Regions from separate parts of the Sus scrofa genome. Here region 1 is linked to region 2. A link is a contact called in public Hi-C data. All regions are on one chromosome and are shown on one strand. The core of a region is the stretch at or near the end of the contact, and the rest is flanking DNA. Distances in the headings are between cores, read along the strand shown. Region 1 overlaps STK3 (serine/threonine-protein kinase 3). Region 2 holds the start of STK3 (serine/threonine-protein kinase 3).

The links. Hi-C and Micro-C count contacts between places; a contact is called where the count stands out from the background.
Region 1: a Hi-C map of liver shows a contact between it and region 2, with 2.7 times the contacts expected there. The contact joins the enhancer-like site here to the promoter of STK3 in region 2. A contact is called at or near these places in 1 of 5 promoter capture datasets (liver), 4 of 47 Hi-C or Micro-C datasets (embryonic fibroblasts, heart right ventricle and liver) and 1 of 2 datasets of contacts at active chromatin or transcription factors (alveolar macrophages).

What each region holds. Positions count from the first base shown.
Region 1 is chr4:38,098,605-38,102,214 of Sscrofa11.1, forward strand. All of the region lies in intron 4 of STK3 (serine/threonine-protein kinase 3), which reads left to right. Among named protein-coding and RNA genes, the nearest start is that of STK3, 89 kb to the left of the region's middle. Within about 2 kb of position 1,572, at least 5 of the 83 cell types and tissues checked have an H3K27ac peak or open chromatin away from gene starts, as enhancers often do. A contact at or near this core is called in alveolar macrophages and liver, where this site is marked.
Region 2 is chr4:38,010,546-38,013,944 of Sscrofa11.1, forward strand. It overlaps STK3 (serine/threonine-protein kinase 3), which reads left to right and starts at 1,257. Exons shown (of 11, transcript XM_005655350.3): 1 at 1,257-1,517. The coding sequence starts at 1,492.

The DNA of each region.
Region 1 (3,610 bases), core at 322-2,821, 88 kb after region 2:
CACATCTTAATCTCTGATTAAATGCATCATGCACATCACGCTCCATTACATCTTTTCTAAATCTTTTGATTGGATTATAAACACTTTTCCTTATGATCTTTCCACATTACAATATAGTGGCTCCAGTAGACTTTCTCTTCTACCTTAACTAAGTAAATTAAGCTTACAAAGGTATTTCCTTGCCTTCCCTTATTGGTAAGCTGCCCAGTCTTCACCTTAGTTGCCATTCTTACTGGCGTTTCTCCCAGTTCTATTTCCCTTTCATAAGTCAGGCCCACCATCATGTACTTTATTTTTACATCACACATTCTTCTCCTGGCAGACTGCCTGGCATAGTCAGATCTATCACAAGCCCTCCCACCCTGTCATCAGCCTGACCCTTAGCACACTATGACAGTGGTTATGTGGAGTGATGTCATTTAGTGGAAGGACTCCTGCATGTGGAATCAGAAGACCAAACATCAGGTCCTGAGTTGTTACTTATTAGCTCTGTGACCCTGGGTACATTGTGTAACTCCTTTAAACTTCAGATGCCTAATCCTAAAATGGACCTAGTATCATATTACTGGCTTTACCTACCTCAGTGTTTTCTTGTGAGGAACAAAGATGATGAATGTCAGAACATTTTGTAACCTGTAAAGTTCTGTGCACATGTAAATTGAATTGACCACTGTTAAGGCAAAAACTTTAAAAAGTGATGTTTGGTTATTTAGTTTTTAATTACTATGATGTAAGAATTTTATGGTATTTGTTGAAATAGTGGCTATTCTTTAGTATTAGAAAAATGTATTAAAAGATCATTGTATCTTATCCAGTAAAATATTGAAATCAAGAAATGTATGTAACTTAATTTTCCAGAAAATGGGAGTTCCCATCACAGCTCAGCAGAAACGAATCTGACTAGGAACCGTGAGGTTGCAGGCTCAATCCCTGGGCTCACCCAGTGGGTTAAGGATCTGGCGTTGCCATGAGCTGTGGTGTAGCTCACAGATGCGGCTTGGATCTGGTGTTGCTTTGGCTGTGGTGCAGGCCAGCAGCAACAGCTCTGATTAGACCCCTAGCCTGAGAACCTCTACATGCCACGGGTGTGGCCCTAAAAACACAAAAGACAAAAGACAAAAAAAAAAAAAAAAAAAAAAATTCCAGAAAATGGAAATTTAGCTCCTGAGGTAGCAAATCTCTAATTTTAACTATTTTAGATGGAGAGCTTTAAAAATTGTATTGCATGATTCTTTATAGCCAGAATGTAGAAACATCTCCCATTTTAATTATATAAATTAAGGGGAAAAAAGTAATATGAGCACATTGTAAAAATTCCAGATAGTGCAGAAGAGGAACTTAGTGTCTCCTCAGTCACCCCTCAGTTTTACTTCCTCTAAGAGATGTCAGTTAACAGCTTCTTGTGGGTTCTTTCAGTATGTGTATATGTATATCTTGTTTTACACAAGGGATTCATACTGCATAGGTGGTGTTCCATACCTTGTCTTTTTTTTGGGATGGGCGTGGCACTGTGGGCTAGGGATCAAATCTGAGCCACAGTTGTCTAGCCTGTGCCAGGCTGGTGACTGAACCTGCGTCCAAGTGCTCCAGAGATTCTCTTGATCCTGTTGTGCCTTGGCATGAACTCCTGCCTTCTCTCTCTCTTTCTTTTTTAACTTCTGATGTTTCTTGGAGATTTCTCCGTACCAGGACCTATAGGTCTGTGTGTATGTAATGGAATGTATTTTTTTAGTACTTTGGGCAAAATGAATTCCAGCTTACCAATTTTTGTGTATTCAAGGCTGCAGTAAAGTTTTATTGGTGTGTATTGGCATACCTGTCTTGCTGTGGACATTGGATACATTCTGAGAGATGGAATTACTGAGTTAGAGGGCATGTTCCTTTTTAATGATAATTCGCTTCCTTTTTTCTTTTTTTTAAATTTGGTTGAGAGGGTGCTACCTAAGCCCTATGTTATTTTTTAATGGTTAAGCAATTTCGGTTTGAATTACGAAAGAATTTTGGATTTTGCTTTCAGTGCCTTCTTGCCTAACTGCATGCTTTGACATCTCTCCATCTTAAAATTAGAATTTTTTTTTTTGCTTTTTAGGGCCGCACCGCAGCATATAGAGGTTCCCAGGCTAGGGGTTACAGCTGCCAACCTACACCACAGTCATAGCAACGTAGAATCCGAGCCACGTCTGCGACCTACACCACAGCTCGTGGCAACGCTGGATCCTTAACCCACTGAGCGAGGCCAGGGATCGAACTCGCAATCTCATGGTTCCTAGTCAAATTCGTTTCCACTGCACCATGACAGGAACTCCAGAATTAGAAATTTTGACTAAAAAAATCCATTGGGATTTTAAGCAAGTTTATATACCTATTAGCTATTACTCCAATTGCTGCTGCTGCCGCTGCTATTACTACTGCTATAAATGACTTTATTATATTCTTTACACTAGCTTTCCTACTTCTAGTCTTTTTTTTTTTTTTTTTCTTTTCTATTTCATGTGGAAGTTCCCAAGCTAGGTGTCAAATTGGAGCTGCAGCTGCCAGCCTGTGCCACAGCCACAGCAGTGTGGGATCTGAGCCGCATCTGCAACCTAACCACAGCTCATGGCAATGCTGGATCCTTAACCCACTGAGCAAGGCCTGGGATCGAACTCGAGTCCTCGTGGATATTAGTCGGGTTCTTTACTGCTGAGCCACAGCAGGAGCTACCCCTAAAAAAAATGAGAAGTAGAAAAAAACAAGATCAAAAGTCCTTTGCAAACTCACATACAGTGAGGCTGATGTGTCCCAGTGGGTGGTACTAAGCTTTCATCTTTGACTAAGTCTGCTGCTAGAGTTTCCTTCTTAAAAGTTCAGGTATGATCAAATCATCTTTCCGTTTGAAAATGGGTAGACACATAAAGCAGAGTTTGGCCCTAACCTACCTTTATATCTAGCACTATTTTCCCATATACCTTACATTCAAACACAAAGAACCATTCACTTGTACTTGACTTCATATATGTTTGTGCCCATCGCCTTTATACCTATTTAGTATTTCATTCCCTTTTTGGTCTCTGGAGAAACTTTGTTCATTCTTCAGGAGTCAGCTCAGAAGTCACTTCCTCTGTGGAGTCTTTGGTAGGGAGAGTGGTGTGGTAAGATTGTCAAGGCTAGCAAGAACTGTATCATTCAGGGCCTGGAAGGTTAAAGTATGTATCTTGGATTTTAAGACTACTGGTTCTTATCCACCGTCAGCTTAGAAACTGCTGTCCTGGAGTGCTCCTATACCTAATCTTGTTAAAACAGGCATTGCTTAATATTGTAATTATTTGCTCTTGTTTCTTTCCCCTCCCAAGGTAGTGTAACAGCCTCTCAGATAAATTTTTGTTGATGTCTACTCTTTGTGGTGTTTGGATGGAAAATGAAATGATACCTGTAATATGGCTGGTACAGTAAAAACTCAGTATAAGGGTGAGCTGTTGTTGATGTTATCATTATCATTACTGGGCAGGTAAATCCTGAGATGAGGAATAAAGGGAAATTTCTTGAAAGAGGTGAGATCTGATCCAGGCCTTAAAAGACTGTGTAAAGATTGCATTGGTGAGTTTTGCTCAGATGGTTTTAAAAACTTTAT
Region 2 (3,399 bases), core at 7-2,506:
GAAATTGGCACAACATTGTAAATCAACTATAATTTAAAAAATGACCTAAACAAACAGGAAATGGCCTTAACAAACTTTAAGTTTAGGGGGAGAATAAAATGGTTTGAAAATAAATCATGTAATTTTATTACATAGAAAAAACTTAAAATAACGTAAAAGGAGGACTGTCTCCATACATAAGTATAATTTGGATTAATGTTCACAACATTCTCTTCATACCTTTTGTTTTAATCTTCATCGTGACAATTTCTGACAAAAACAAGCTAGGTCATTACATAGCACCATGTAAGGTCATAAGAAAGATACCTATAGGAGTTCCTGTTATGGCTCAGCAGTTAACGAAGCAGGCTTGTATCCATGAGGACACAGGTTTGATCCCTGACCTTGCTCAGTGGGTTAAGGATCTGGTGTTGCTGTGAGCTGTGGAGAAGGTCACAGATGTGCCTTGGATCCTGTGTTGCTGTGGCTGTGGTGTAGGCCAGCAGCTACACCTCTGATTCAACCCCTAGCCTGGCCATATGCTGTGGGTGAGGCCCTAAAAAAAAAAAAAAGAAAAGAAAAACAAAAAAACAAAAAACCCTCTATAGATGAAATTTAAGGTTAAATGGTACACACACAATATGGATGCATGAAGGAGTCAAATTACAAATGTCTTGGGGACAGGTGAGGGTGAGGGTGGCAAAAGGGAAGGAAAGAAACTCTTCTTGAGTACTTTTCTATGTACCATAATCTGTGACAGGTTTGCCAGCAGTGCACTGAATCCAGTGCATGAGAGATCTCACTGCAGTAATTATTTTCTTTGTAATTAGACATAATTATTGCGAGGAGTTTGTCCACAATTAAAATCAAACAAGAACTTCCAGAAGCACCCCTCGTAGTGGGGGATGGCTGGGGGAAAACATAACCAATAATTATAAAGAGAACTAGAGAGGGAAGTGTCGGCAGCTAGTACTTCAAAAGGCTGCTGAAGATGTTTGGGAGGTATTCTTGAGAAATCCAGTGAAATGAGTCAAATCTGATTGGGGCAAAAGCAATGAAGGCAAGTGAGGAGCGGCAGCTTTGGCCCACTTCAAAGGAATGCCCCAGGCCAGCAAGCAGAGGCTCTGGGACCCGACTAGGCCTCACCCTCTCCCCATTCCAATCCCAGCTCCTTTTCTCTCCTCCCCGCCCAGTGGCTGGCCCCTTGCCTCCGCCCCCGGCCCCGCCCACTGGCAGCCCTCCCCGGCGCCTGGCTCCGCCTACCACGCCTGGGCCGCGGCCGGCTCCGCCCACCCTCCCAGGACTGCGGCCCCCGGCGGAGGGGCGGGGCGGGCCGGGAGGAGCCGCTTTCGCAAGCGGGAGGGGGATCCGCCGCGGAGTTACGGGAAAGTTGGTCCGAGTTCCTGGAGTTTCCCTCTGTGGTTCCCTGGGCTCGGCTGGCCGGTTCCTCGGCTCCTTGCCCGACTCCGGCCTTCGCCGCCCACCTGGTCCCTCCTTCTGCCCCCGGCCGCCATGGAGCAGCCGCCGGCGCCCAAGAGGTAACGAACGCGGGGAGCAAGGAGAAGGAGGGAGGCGGTGCCGGCGGCCGCTGGGCGGGGGCCGCTAGGCCGGGCTGGATCGCGACCCCTTCCCTGACTGCCGGGCCGGGAGCCTGGAGTTCCGGGGGTCTCGAGGCCGGTCCGAGTGTAGGGCCGCGTCGGTCCGTGCGGCGAGGGGACCCTGAGGGAGGCCGAGTCTCGTTTCCCCTGCGGCCCGCCGGGCCTGGAGCGCGTGGAAAGTCGGTGGGCAGCGCCGGGCGCCCAGCGGCTGGACTCCTGGGGCGGGCAGAGTTTTCCCTCGTGGCAAGTTCACGAAGCTGGGGGACGTAAAACTAGGAAATTATTGGACTTCTTACTATAGGCTTTCTTGTCAAATGTTTTCCATAATATGCACCCCCCTTTTTTTGAGAAAGCGGGCTGTTTACTTACACTTCAAGGAATTAAATATTAATAGCTACAGTGTGTTAGCTACAGTGTCTGTAAAACTTATTGTAGATGTGCTGCACTGACAGGTGTTCCTCCCCCTTCCTCCACACGTTCAAAAGTATTTATGGATGCAAGACAGAAATCTTAAATTAGAACCCCACCCCCCATACAGGTTTGGTTTTTTTTGTTTGTTTTTTTTTAGCATGTAAAAACAGTGATGCTTTGATATTTACTGTTTATATTTATTCTTTGATATACTGGATGTGTAAGAGTACACAGTAGATACTTTTGAACTGATATTTGAAGTGCTCTTGGGAAGCTAAATCAAGGCTTTCCATAGATATTTATTCTCAGTGTGCGTCCCCACACCCAACAATGAATCAGTCCACTGATATTGGATAAAACATTTAAGTCTTTCATTTTTCATTTATAAAATAAGAGTATTAATCTCTCTCCCAGATGATGCTTTTGGTGAGGACTAGAGTGTTTTGATACCTAGAGAGTTTAAGTGAAAGGTGGTATATTCAAGAACATGAAATAATTAAAAAGATAGAAACTCTGTGAGCTGTTGTGAATTGTGTCACTGGACATGTGAGCCTTGAGGCTTGGAAACCATCTGTTCAGGTGCGAAAGGGGGGTTGTGGAGAAGTTTCCAAAAGAGACCTGCTGTCATGCAGAGCCCTTGATAGATTCTTTTCTGGCATTCTACAATATCCCAATTCTAATATTGATTGGGTACCCAGTTTTAATACTATAGAAGAAAACTGGATACAGTTTTTCCCCCATTTTGTTTCTGAATGGCTGTAAGGGGCACCTTGGCGATAGTACTTTAAGGCCAAGGTGAACAGCTCTGAATGGAAGTAGAAGCTCTGTATGGATTAGCTCTGCTCTAAGTTATCAGAGTTTCACTCTGGGTGTTGGAGAACCCCTGCCCCTGCAGGGACACGGGAGAGCCTGGAGGGGTGGGGGGAGGTGTGTGTAGTATATGTCAGCATTCCATGCTGACTTATACTTTTCAAAGTGGTGGTTACACATTTGAGCAACTTATTTTTAGCTCTTTTCAGAGAGACATGTTGATCCAGGAAAGCATTTTTAAAGAGCTAAAGATATGTGGCAATCCCATGTATTTGAATATCTCTTCATATTTTTTCATAACATTTTCTTTTTTGTAATATCATTTAATCTTTATAGCAGCCCTATAGAGTCGTTAGGATTACAGACATTAATCCTGTTTTATAGGCAAGAAACTAAGAGAGTTCGTCACGTAGAAGGCTATGGCAGGGATAACCGACAGTGAGGTTTTGTGTTTCCCCCTTAATCATTACCCTCTAATAATGAAATATAGCTGCCTTTTTTTGAGGTCTTACTATTTGCCAGGAATTTTATATATGCATTCTTTTTTTTTTTTTTTTTTTTGGCTGTGCCCTCCAGGCATATGGAAGTTCCTGGGCTAGGG